Linked DNA regions of Sus scrofa: region 2 is linked to region 1. A link is a contact called in public Hi-C data. All regions are on one chromosome and are shown on one strand. Each heading gives the region's core, a stretch centred on a gene start, on an enhancer-like site or on the middle of the called end of the contact. The rest is flanking DNA. Distances are from core to core; before and after follow the strand shown.

Evidence for each region. Hi-C and Micro-C count contacts between places; a contact is called where the count stands out from the background.
Region 2: a contact with region 1 is called in a Hi-C map of liver, with 8 times the contacts expected there. The contact joins two enhancer-like sites. A contact is called at or near these places in 3 of 47 Hi-C or Micro-C datasets (heart right ventricle and liver) and 1 of 2 datasets of contacts at active chromatin or transcription factors (skeletal muscle).

Annotation. Positions count from the first base shown.
Region 1 is chr12:10,462,632-10,469,908 of Sscrofa11.1, forward strand. All of the region lies in intron 2 of KCNJ16 (inward rectifier potassium channel 16), which reads right to left. Among named protein-coding and RNA genes, the nearest start is that of KCNJ16, 72 kb to the right of the region's middle. Within about 2 kb of position 3,865, at least 3 of the 83 cell types and tissues checked have an H3K27ac peak or open chromatin away from gene starts, as enhancers often do. A contact at or near this core is called in liver, where this site is marked.
Region 2 is chr12:10,595,507-10,601,922 of Sscrofa11.1, forward strand. No RefSeq gene overlaps it. Among named protein-coding and RNA genes, the nearest start is that of KCNJ16, 60 kb to the left of the region's middle. Within about 2 kb of position 1,310, at least 8 of the 83 cell types and tissues checked have an H3K27ac peak or open chromatin away from gene starts, as enhancers often do. A contact at or near this core is called in liver, where this site is marked.

The sequences.
Region 1 (7,277 bases), core at 2,615-5,114:
GCGATGTTGGAACTGGGTCTGGAAACCGAAAAGAATGTGGTGGTCTGGAACACTCACAAAATAGAGTAAAAATAATACCTTCAAAGATGTTATTTAAGAGTATCCAAGTAAGTCAGTATAGCGTATTCATTTCAGTAATTTATAAATCACGGAGAGTTAGGTTTTTTTTGTTTTTGTTTTTTTTTTTTGTCTTTTCTAGGACTGCACCCTCGGCATATGGAAATTCCCTGGCTAGGGGTTGAATCAGAACTATAGTTGCCAGCCTCCGGCACAGCAATGCCGAATCTGAGCCACGTCTGTGACCTACACCACAGCTCACGGCAATGCGAGATCCTTAACCCACTGAGCAAGGCCAGGGATTGAACCCACGTCCTTGTGAATACTAGTCACATTCATAACTGCTGAGCCACAACGGGAAGTCCAACCTTTTTTTTTTTTTTTTTTTTTTTTTGTCTTTTTGTCTTTTTTTGTTGTTGTTGTTGTTGCTATTTCTTGGGCCGCTCCCGCGGCATTAGTCCAACTTTTTAAACAGTAAATTTAGTTCATATTAAAGCCAAGCTGTATATTGTTTATCCACCAAGTATTTTAATAGGTTCGGTGTCAGAGATCATTCTGTTTCCTAATAATGAATTTAGAATGGGGGCTCTCCCTTCTTCTGCAAACTGATATCTCCAGGGAGCGGGGGTTGGTAGAAGAAAGAAGGGTCACAGTGGGTGCCAGTGTGTGCCTGTGTGTGTGTCGGCTTTAGCTGAAAGCTAAGAAACGTAGTGAAGTAACACTCCTGTTGGTTACGGGAGCAGAGTGTTCTCGAGTGGGTGGGATGCTGGGGCTCTTCTGACAGTGGGAAACAGCCATGTGAGCGCTCCACATGCGGTTTCCGAGCCCACCTATCCTTCTCCGCTGCCCACAGAGCGGAAAGGCATGAAGAATACGCAAGATTGGACTTCTCCTTTCCACTGAACCAATTTTCACAAAATAGAACCCAGTGAAAGAAAGTACTGGGCTCCCCAAATGCATATTGAAAAGTAATCCATTTTTTCACTCATCAGATAACAACACTGAATGACTAGGGTAACCCAACTTCTCTTTCCTACGGCCTTAATGAAAAGGCCAGTTCATTCTATTTGGAAATGAGTGAGATGCATCGTAATGAAAAGCTCTGATTCTTGGCCAGGACTTCGCAAAGGCCATGAATAGCCCAGCTTAAAAGTTGAATTTCTTGTTTTCCTTCCTGTGTGGCACTCTTTGAAAAGGCAAGAAAATGGTCCATTTGGTCTTTGGAAAACCCATCTCTGAGTATGAGGCACTGCCAGCTGGTTAGGTTCATTCTGGGTAAATGAAGCCATGGGGGCATTAGGAATGAAATGGCTAAAGGACAAACTCAAAAATGAAGACAAAGTAACACATTTAGTTTTTTTTGCTAATACAGTGAGGGTGGTGAACAGATCCTATTGGAGGACACAGCATCTCCAAAGCAGAGTCCTGGCACATTTGAGTGTTTAGTGTCCCACATGCTTGTCACCCATAAGTTCTCCTCTGTGGTCTAACAGTTCTACTACAAAACACATTCAGTGTTCTTAAAAATCACCATAGTCTGCAAAAACATAAAAATGAAAAGCAAAAAACAAACAAAAACCAAGGACTTACGGAGAAAACAGGGTAAGGGGCACAATACTCAAAAACTTCATCAGTGACGTATTATTAAAAGATAAAAATAAGGAGTTCCCGTTGTGGCTTGGTGGGTGAAGAACCCGACATAGTGTCCATGAGGATGCGGGTTTAATCCCTGGTCTCACTCAGTGGGTTAAGTTTTGTCCCAAGCTGCAGCATAGGTTGCAGATGCAGTTCCGATCCGGTGTTGCTACAGCTGTGGTGTAGGGCTGTGGCTGTGGTGTAGGTCTGCAGCTGCAGCTCCGATTTGACCCCTAAACTGGGAACTTCCATATGCTGCAGGTGCAGCCCTAGAAATTAAAAAATAAAAAGACAAGACCCTGATAAAACAGTGGAGTGTCACTGTTTTATGCATGGTCAATATTAAAGAATGCATAAATGCTACAGTGAACACAGCATTTTGCCTTGGGAAAGGCCTGAGGTTTACTTGGGGAAGTGGGCATTGGAAGAAAGGTTTGCAGTTTGCAAGTTATTGAGAAGTGGTGGAAGGAGGGTTCCCTGAAATCTGATGGAATTAGTACTATTAAATGTAGGTAGATGAGCTCATAACACATTTGGTGAACTGAGATGGCCAGGGATAGAGAGAGAGAGAGAGAGAGAGAGAGAGAGTGAGTGTGTGTGTGTGTTGTATTCCTCTGTAGCTCCGCTGGCTTGGGTGCAGTTTTTTCACTCACCTAGTATTTCTTGAAAACAGAATCACAGGTAGGCCAACAGGAAGCTTGTTCAAATGACATGTTATGCTCAAGCAAACACATTATGTCCAATTGTTCCTTAATATATTAAATGCACTGGAACTAATCTGCATGTTCAAAACAAGTGTTATGGCAGAACTGACTGTATCTTTTCAGGTTATGCTTATTTAATACCTAACAGTCAAATGAAGAGTTCAAATTTTTCTTAACTCTGTGAAGGTTTCCAAACAGCTGTTCAGGGTTGTGTGGACATATGAAATCACCTTACTTCTATGTGTTTTTCTTGTCCCCAAGAGGACCATAAGTATGATAGAGTCAAAGACTGTTCAAGAGCTTCTGATAGGATGGAGCACCTTACTGACTGATCGTGTTATCTTTTTCTGCTCATCTTCTTTACCCCAACTCTGGGTTTTTTTTTTAATTCTTCTGTTTGTTCCAGATTTTAATCAAAGCCTTTTATAGCATAGCATATATATAGCATTGCTACTGTTATATTCTGAAAATGTATCCAGCAATTTCTTACCCTTGAAATGTTCTTTTCTTGCTTCACTTATTTGGATTTTGGGTTATTCAGTGTGTGTGTTGCCAATTCTCTGACACTGGTTTACTTACATAAATAATGCAAAGCAAATGCTTTTCAATACATCTCATCTGGTTTTTCAATAATGGGCAAAGTTCAGAATATCCTCTGTCTAGGAATCTTACTTACTCTTTGGAAAGGATTTTACAAAGATGCAATGTAAATATAAAATAACAGGAACACCCACATCAGGTTGGGCCTCTTTTTCATCATGTTTTTAATTAATGCTAATCCAGAAAACAACCTACAAAACATGCATCCACATATGCACAATGCAAATCTTCTTATACATATCCCTTCTATGATTAAATTGATTCCTGAAGAATTGGCTAAGACAATCAGTACCAAAGGTCAGCTTCAAAACTTCCTCTGCCCCTGAGAATGTTTTGTGTTAATAATATGCATTTGTTTTATAGTCACTTAAGAAAGCCTCTTTTAGGTCAAACTAGAGAGCCAAGATTATAACAAGGGGGAGGAGTTCCTATTGTGGCTCAGTGTAAAGGAATCTGACTAGTATCCGTGAGGACACAGGTTTGATCCCTGGCCTCACTCAGTAGGTTAAGGATCTGGCATTGCCGTGAGCTGTGGTGTAGATCACAGACGCAGCTTGGACCCCATGTTGCTGTGGCTTTGGCGTAGGTCAGCAGCTACAGCTCAGTTTCGACCCCTAGGTTGGGAACCTCCATATGCCACGGGTGCAGCCCTAAAAACACAAAAACCAACCAACCAACCAAACAAACAAAAACAAGGGGGAAGAGTCTACCAACTCTATAGAGTTAAATGAATCCAGGCTTCTAGAAAGAAAAGAAAGCCAAGTTTTTTTTTTTGTTTGTTTGTTTAGAAAGGTTACTAAATGTCTCAGTCTCTTGATATTTTATCCCGAAGCCTACAAACAGAAAGCTGTGCCATCCAAGGACAGAGGCCATATATTGATCTGGACAGGATGATAGATGAGGAACAGAGGAAAAAGCCAGGCCTAGGATCACAGTTAGAAACCCAGAACAAAACAGGGAAAATCGATTCTCAAAGTTAATAAACTTGCTAAACAGAGTTTCTTTGCCATTAAAAAGGACAAAATTTTTTTTAACTTCTTCACATTTAGGGCAATATGTTTCTTAATTTTCTTGACCATAATCTAGTAAATCTTTAGCAATCACTCAATCCCAGGGCCTTCCTGGGGAACTCTGCCTGAATCACCATCAAGGAGTCATGTGAGAACAATATTTGCTTTCTAGAATTAAAAGGAAATCAGCAGATGTTTCATAGAGGGAACATGATTTCATTGAAGGTATTAAACCCTTTTACCTACATTTCTTTGAAGACAAATGTTTCTGTTTCCTTTATGGAACCAATATATTTTGTTTTCTCAGAGTAACACTGTACAATTCTTCCATAAACCACTGATGACTGGTGAGTCACCCTTTTTTTCTTCCCTAGAGTTGAGAGATTAACAGAGCCTGAAGTCTGAATGTTGTATAACTGTCCCTACTCTACCAAGATTTCAGAAGTTTTAAGCAAAGAAGAGATCATGATTTAAAAAAAAAAAAATCTGATTCTTTTAAAAGTAAGAACACAAACTTCCAATGCTCTCCCTTACTGAGTTATTGCTGTCATTCTTCATGGGAGATTTCTCTCATATGATTGTAATTCCCAACAAAACTGAGCTATTGGAACACAGCATCAGGGCCTGCCTATAATAGTGCCTTGGGTGATTTATTTAAGAAAAAAGAGAGCGAGCTACAGATGAATGAACCATAGGGATTCAAGAGGCAGAAACTGAATTGTGCAGTGTATTCAACTTGGCAGCACAGTCTCAAGTTCATTCATTTGGCCCAGCTCAGGTCTCAGTAACTGGAGGAGAGCAGAGAACAGTAATCAGTGGAAAATACTCCTGTCTGATCAGTTCTAAGCTGTGACAGGTGACATGCGGTCCTTGGGGGAGAGGAGGTAAAAAATGAGGAGTCCAGAGGAGGGAATAGTCAACTGAAACTCATAAATGTTAAGTGGGTATAAAGAAAAAAGTAAAAGACACGGCATCATCGATTGTTGACACTACAAATACCCAGGAGGCCTCATCATTTCTCCCGCAGGAGACATTTTGTTTGTTTGATTAGACGTGCATGTTGCTTGCACGTGCATGTTAACTGACAACCTCCCCACTCCCACAGCTTTTTCTAGCTACTGATGCTTTTGAGCCCGGCCTCGGATCAGGCGATCCAAGGATTTGCTTGTTGCCGCTACCTGCAATCTACTGTCGTTCCCCCTCCTGGTTGATCTGCTGGTACTTCACCCCTTGTCCAGGTAGAGTGTGATTTTCTACTCTTTTTTGGTCACCATATCTTGGGTGAATGCCTCCCTCCCCAGTAGGTTAGTCTCAGGGCCATGGTCATTCCTTAATGCAAGCCTAGTTGCATCACTGGTTTTCTGTACTTTGATTTGGACCCATCAAAGGAAAATCTCAGCTTGGCTAGGCAGGTTGGGGGCCTGATGCACAGCTAGCACTTTAAATATATCAGTAAAACAATGTGTGAATAAATTGATTTGACAAAGTCAAACTGTTGAGTCATCTAAACAGGCAGATGTAGCTTGTGCTGTCACAAGACCAAACTCCAGGCATCGTGATATAATAGTAAGAAAACTGCTACCATTTCCCTCAAATTAGTCAGAAATGGACAAAGCAACTTCTACTAATAACCATTTCTCTGACATGTCTCTGTGAAGAAGAAAGTGCATGGAAGGAACCAGGCATTTCACCCCTGGGGTACATGCTTAGGATAAGTTGTAATGATTCATTCTGATTGATGCATGAACTGAGTTTTCCCAGAATCCAGTCAGTTGCCCTAGAAAAAAATTTAAACATTGTATATATAAAACTATATATGCAATATATACAACTACATATAATACTATATGTCACTACATATAACACATAACTATATATGTGCAGTTATTTTTCATAAAATATAAAAGTATAACTAATAGGGAAGTCATTTCTGATATAAAATAAAAGGTAAATTCTGGATTATTTCATTAAGTTTCATCAATGAATTAGCATACCTCTGTGTTTTAGAGGGTATCCATAAAAGATGGTAGGAACCAAATTGGTGTGGAAATAGGTGTGTATTAAATTAAATGCAATTGAAATGCAAAATGTGGAAAAGAAGACACAATCTGATTACATACTTTGAAAAACACTGAATTCTTAAAATTGAGAGACTGAGTTTGTCTTTCCAACTTTGCCACTTACTAATCTGTAACCCTGAGATGCCATTTGCTTTCCCTTTGTTTCAATATTTCATCTCTAAAATTAGGAGGGCCAAAGTCCAACCTAAGACTCCTTCCAGCCTAGAAATTCCATGATTCTTGGATAAGTCTTTGCCATGTTCCTATAATCTATTTGCAGTTTATTATTCCATGAGATTAAGCTAGAACTTTAGTCACCTCCTTCTCTCTTGCTTTCCTTTTAACATACAACCCAGTTATCATATAGTATGTAATGTATTTAAATAAAATAAGTCAAATCATTTTACCTTAAAGGTGACTGTTTAATGTGTGATTCTGAAAGTTGGTACTTTTGCTGGCTTGTGACACGATAATCGGTCCTGTCTCTGAAAATGGAGCTACGAATCTGTGCATTATAATTCAGATACGGAATTTTTCTTGACAACAAATAATACGGTCTCAACGAAGCGAATTAGAAATGATTTGGGTTTGAGTAAAAACTTTTTTTTTCTTTTTAGGGCCACACCTGTGGCATATGGAAATTCTCAGGCTAGGGATCAAATCAGAGCTGCAGCTGCAGGTCTACACCATCGTCACAGCAACACGGGAGCCGGGCTGCATCTGTGACCTACACCACAGCTTGGGGCAGTGCTGGATCCTTAACACACTAAGCAAGGCCGGGGATTGAACTCCCATCCTCATGGATATTAGTCGGCTTCTTACCTAGTATCCCCGCTGAGCCACAATGGGAACTCCCACAAACAGTTTTAAATATTGTATATAGTCTACACATGGAACCTGCTCCCTTAGTTTGTCCCAAGCTGGAATGAGACGGTGACGGCAGTATTCCGAACAGTGGGAAAACGGGGGCTCTTACTGACAATGCAGCAGAATTCTGTCACAGAAACACATCCATTCTGGCACCTGGACCCTCAACATTTTTGTTTCTGACCCTTCACTATTTGTTGGGTTGGTCAGTGGACAAAGCAAAGTTGTTCCAAGACAACCACATGGAAAATCCCAAGCTCAGTGAAACCTGAGAATTGTGTGAACAAGCGCCACATGCAGCAAGGTAACAGTGCCAACAACAGATTGAAATCCCTCAAACTACA
Region 2 (6,416 bases), core at 60-2,559, 130 kb after region 1:
CCCCCCGAAAAAAACACCCAGCCCTTACTCCTCTCCCCATCCTGAATTGATTCTCCGGAAAAAACCCAAAAAGGGTCTCAGAGATTCAGACAAAGAGCACATCATAAGCTCTCAGACTGACATATAACAACTCCCAAAAAATGAAAGTATTGAGGAGGCCCAATAAAGCTGCCCACTGTTCTAAAGCTCAGGCTCCAGGTACCACTGAGAACTGAAGAGGAGGCAGAGTGAAACTAAGCCACTCAGGAAGAGAACAATTTCATTTGCTACCTGGGACTTTGCACTGTGACCCACACCGTGTCCTTCCTCTAGATCCTGGTCTGGTTATGATGGAGCAGCTAGTCAGCTGTCCTGTATGAATCAACAGATCTGAAGACTAGCTTTTTGAATCTGTCAAGATTTCTCAATGCCACTGTCATCAGAATGTGTTTCAGAGTCACCAGAGTCATGACAAAGTTTGTGGAGAAAGATGCAAACTTAGAATTTTATCTTTTTTTGCATTCTGGGATGCACAGATCTGGGATGCGTAACATCCATGGGGATGGAATGAGAAGAGAATTTTTTCATGTTAATTTTCATGGAAATATAGCTGACGCTAACACACTGCTCCTCCCTGAGGCAACCGGGGCCGGGAAGGAGAAAAGGGGGAGCGAGTTAGCAATCATATGGGTATAGGATTTTACTCCCTTTAAACCTTACAATCACCATAGTAACACTGAGATCAGAAGCATCATCACTATCCTCCTCCTCCTCATTATCATCACGTCATCCTTGATCTACAGACAGGATGCTGAAGAGCTGGAGGCACTGAATGACTTACCTAGATTCCATAAGCCACAGGCTCATTCCTACACATGACATTGTGCAAACTCTCCCAGCTCAAAGAAGGCAGATTTGGTGTTTGAACCCCCTTCTGCCGCTTCGCTATACGTCTCAGAGGACATCTGACCCTCTCTCATGACATCATTTTTTTTTTTTTTTTCTGAAAAATAAGAGGATTGAGTATGAGACGTAGAGCTGTGCTGGATAAAAAGTCGACGCCCAAAGGCAGATCTTTTCCACTTAACGCTTACTCCCACCAGCTGTCTTTTCTCTTTTAACTGACAGAAGAATCAGGAAACAAATAAGAATTGACAGCGCACAATAGTATTGCTGCCAACTCTAGAAGTTTGGAGGACCAGTCTTCCTCTTTAAAACACTCAAGGAAAGAAAGAAAAGAGACTGTATAAACAGCTCTGATTTTCCTGTCTCTTGATGCACTTCTGAACTTCACCACTAAAATAAAGCCTGCCAGCCAGTGCAGTCTGAAACTGCTTTCTGATCTCTGATCCAGTACAAACACAGGAACTAAATTATATTTCCAACCAATCAGTCCAGCTCCTCTGAAAAGGAAAAGCATTTTCCTGGACTGACAAATGAACTTGAATTAGGAGTGAATGCTTTACATTCACAGGTGGGCCAAGGAATTCACAAACCACAAGACAGGGGCAAAAGTCCCTACCCCCAGGTTAACCCTGACCCTGTTCTCAAGGCCGGAATGAAATGATCCAGGGCAAGGCTGTTAAAGAGTAATCTGAAGGTGGCTTTCATAACGGGCTGAGTACCTACAGAAACCTTTAAATAGAAACATCAGGATCTCAAGAAATGTAATTCATCATATCCATTTTTATCTGCAAAAAGCTTTTTCTGGAGGTCTGCCATAAAATCAACATATTCACGTCACTCGGGACCTATTAATCTAACAAAATATCAGCAATACAGAATGATTTGGGAAAGACATTTGGCAGAAAATATAAATGTCTCCGGACTAACGCATGGGGATGGGGGGTGGGGAGGTGGGGGAAGGAAGATTCTCTTGGAGTCTTTATTAGCTCAAATATCTGGCACGTATAGAATTTTCCAACTTGGCCATCTACAGAGGAACAAAATCAGTAGGGCCATTAGTACTGAAAGGGCATGCAGCTTCGCTCTTTTTTTTTATTTTGTAAAAAAACAAAACAAAAACAAACAAAAAAACCCAAAACCCTGGAGGTTACATAATGATTGCAGAAATATCTGGAAGTATAAATATTCAAAATGAAAACAAAAATAAACTGTAATTCCATTAACACAGTGGTGATTACCGTTAACATCTTGGTGCCTATCTTTCCAGACAGATTCGTGTGCTTTAATATCCAGACTTTGCTGTTTTTGCTATACGTCACTGTATTTGTTTTACAAACATGGAATCATAATACATGAACTTCTTTTCTTACCCAGCAGCCCAAGACTATTGTAGGAAAGTTAGAAAATTTAAGAAAACACAAAGCAAAATACATTAAATCATCTAGTTCTTAAATAGTTGGTGTCCATTTCCCCTGATATTTTCGGTGCACTTTTTATACATTGAATAGGAATTTTGTATAAATGTCACAGTTGTACAAAAGATGTTCTGTTGCCTGATTTCCTCATTAACCCTGAATATTTTTCATATCAGAAATTATGGGTATGCATGTCTACTACTGCCGGTCTCCTAGTCCATCCTTGAATAGCCTTTGTATTTCTGGAAAAGAAATTGTTGGTCCAGAAAGCATATAATTTAACCTCTCCAGAGCACTGCAGGACAGTAGCCATTTCCTCATAACCTAGCCAAACTCGAACCTCGCTGTTCATTTTTATTCTTGTCTGTTTCACGGAAGAAAAGTGTTACGTTTAGTGTTTGTTAAATCGAACTCACCTTGGAAAAGGTCTGTGTTCATATGTTTAACAAATACTTTTAGGGCTTTTACTGTGGGCCAGGCGCTATTATAAGTACTTGCCAGCTACTCATTTGATTTTCTTAACAGCTCCGTAAGATTGATACCATTACTATTCCTCCCATTTCACAGATGGGAAAATGGAGGCATGAAGAGATGAATTAACTTACCCAGGAACAAGAGAGCTGGAACTCGGACCAGGCAGTTGGGCTCTGGCATCTACTTACACATTCTGGCACTTGGGCCACCTCACAAATCTGCTTCTCTTACTGCCCACAAAGCATTTTTCAAACACTCCCAGCAGATTTTCCCTTATATGATAACAACATCCCATGGCTATAAGGCTGCAAGGGAGGCTTAGAAAATAAACAGGGAGCAGAAAGGGTTCAGATTACTATGATTGGCTTACAGAATGATGACTCACCCCCTGGGACTTGGCTTACGGCCACTCAGGGTCCTGTTTGCAAACAAGGACTGGGTTGGGGGTAGGGTGGTAATGACAGCTGTTGAGTAAGCAACCAAAGGCGTCTGTCACTCCAGCCTCCTGTGCTAAGGTCAGCAGCTGCCAGCGGAGGTCCCTGCGACCCAGACCACCGTGGTAGCAACCATGGACAGCAATGGCCCCCACAAATGGGAGTCTATTGCAAGTAACAAAGTGTCCCAGGCCTGGAGAACAGGTCACAGGTCTGCTGCCAGTTTCAGGATTCGCAAAAGTGAGGCTTGCCTTTCAGCATTGGCCAGTTCCGTTCTGTGCGTGCAAACCTCTCTGAGTGGAGGAGCGGGACTCTCACAGGGTGTGGAGACCCTGGGAAAGGGCGGACCAAGAGGTGCATCCCATCAGGATGCGGTCCAGAAGTGGCCCAGTGTCACAAGTGGGCCTCCAAACCCGCTCCTCAGGCAACAGACCCCCACGGAATGCAAGGCTGAAGACATTCAAGAATCAGAAGTTACACAGAGAGCTCGAGGCAGAGAGCCAAAAGCCGCAACTCGTCTGAGGGTCGGAAGAGGAGACCGGCCTTCAGTTGAGACATTGACACTGGCCCGAGTGAGAATGTGAATGCACGAGACACAGGTCAAAGTTCTGGATCCTCACTGGATCGGAGGAAGGAAGGGCAGAGAATTCAGAGCAGGGACAGCATCTCAAGGTCAACGACAGGTACAGGGACATGGTAACAGGCACCTGGAGGTCTGTGCCTCCTGCCCCAGCCCGCCAAGAGCCGTGAAGCACAGGCTGGCTGGGCTCCTTTGGAGAGCAAACCAGGGCTGGGCAAATAGTCTTCTCTCCAGAGAAGCTTCGCAGTTCATCCTCAGTGGTCACTGCACATATTTACTTGCGGAGGCTTCTGCGGGTTAAAAAGCTGGGCGATTTATCCAGATGACTCAGCGTTTCAAAGCTGTGAGCTGGAAATCACCCCAGTGCTCTTTCCACTGGCAGGCTCGTCAGCTCAGTCCCATGTAGAACCTCATCCCATAAGTGTATTGCGACGTGCAGGCTGCAATTCCACATTCACATCCCCCCAAAGATTTCTGCATTTTTTTAATGAGTATGAAGCTAGAGTCAAACAGTTGAACGACGCGAGGTGCTCTTTCTCCAGGCACAGATTATTCAAGCTGTGTAAGAATCGAACAATAAGGAATATGACAGGATCTCTGTGCCTGAGTCTAGAGTCAGTGAAGACCTCAAAGAGGCAGTCTCATGTACATGCACACACACAGACACACACACAGGCACAGGCACACACATGCATGTACACTTTTGCTAATTTAAGCCAGCAGGGAAGCTTTTCTTCTGAGTATCACCCACGCTCCCATACTTTACTTCTAACCTTTAAAGGATCAGAATATGTTTCTTATTGGAAAATGTAAAAAAAATAAATAAATAAATCCATAGAAATGTCCCCCGTGATTGAAAACAGAAGCTGGCCATTAAGACATTCTCATTGGAAAAAAAAAAAAAAAAAAAAGCTAATGGAAAGTCAAATGAAATGGAACACCACCAGTGCATTTTATCAACTGCATGTCGAGAAACCACACCCAACACATTTTATCAAAGGAATGACAGACACGCCAGACTGTTAATTACCTACAGGTTTCTCTTCTAAATTTATATCTCTCATGGGACAAAGGCTGAACAAGGAATAAGCTGGCTACAGAGAGCCTGCTGTAAAGGAAGGTGGGTTAGCGGTGACTCGGAAATCCGTGGACCTGTGTGTCTTGCTAAATCAGAATAATTCAGTTCAGCCCCAAAACCCCCAGGCCTACCTGGAGTGGGGTTGTTGTCTTACTGGCAAGGTGACATTCCAGCAATCAAAACAATCCGATATCATCAGCTCTGCACTTGGGCTTTTTGGTTTTTGTTTTGTTTTTTGTTGCTGTATCACCAGTTTTTTAAAAAAGATCAGGGAAACAGAAGTCATGAAAATCCAGGTTGGTCTCATGGTAGACACACAGAGATTTTTTCCTTTGTTCTGTCTTCTCTACCTCTTGATTATTAGCCTTGATTTCAGAGAATCCTACAGGAAGTGTTCCTAAAGTCATCGATTCATGTATTCTCTTGCTCTTTCTCCTAAATGCTCAGAGCCAAGGAGAATTTAAAAATCAGGATAAAATGATGGAATTTTGAGGAAATTTCTTTTGCGTTGAGAATGCTATGGGAATATTTCTCACTGTATCTTTGCCAGAGGGACCTGGCTGTGAATTTGGGGAAATGTATGACTGAAAGCTGACAAAATAGAAGAGTTATTTATGTGTATGGGTGAGTGTGTGTGTGTGTGTGTGTGTACATACATGTGTGGTGCAGGGAGGGGACAGGGAGAAAGTGATAGAAAATGTTCCTTGCTCACTGGGGACCAATCCTTAGTAATCATTTCAATAACAGAGTGTAACAGAAGGTGTGTAGCCTAAAGGAGACAGGTTCTGATCTGCACACCTCCCTGTACCTGCGAGCTTCCCGGGACCCCTCCTGCTCAGGCTGTAGCTGGTGTGGGGAGAAAGTTTCTGAGACTGTCCAGTAATGTCAATTCTAAGAAAGCAAGAGAAATAGATTCTTACACAAAACCACAGCAGGCTTCGTTTTTCCTTTCCTGTGGGGCAGGCCCATCTTACTCTTGAAGGGCCTGGATTCTGAGGCTGTGTGGTTTTCCATCTTTCCTCCTTTCACACAGATCTGTAGCCGTGTCCCTCCAGTTCTCCTGTGGGCCCTTCTCTTAGGAGAAGGGAGGCTCTGGGTGCTGGGCTCTGCCTGAGATGCTTTATCAGGCCGGCCTCCTTGGAGCAAATACGGCTTCCATCACGGGGATCGAGGAGCTGGGCTTTGTGGGATGGAGGCAGGGCCAGAGCAGCCAACAACACAATGGAACTTTGTGTTGACACTGTCCTGTTCTGATGTGAATGACACAGAAATATAGCACGAGAAGCCCTCTTCAAAACTTCTCCCAAATCTTAGGCTCTCTCGTGACCGGTGGATGGTGCAAGGCGCGACCTTCCATCTCAACCCAGCAGAAGTTAATAGCAGCCCAGGAGCTGAAAAACCAGCTTCAGAAACACTTAATGTTTAGATCCACTTAGTGGTTGGAAAAAACAACTTTAAAAAAATGTTTAAGAGCTGCTCTAGCAAATGGAAACAGCAACTCCTTATAAACAAACCTAACCTGAAGATATTTCTCAGTGGTGGAAATCTAA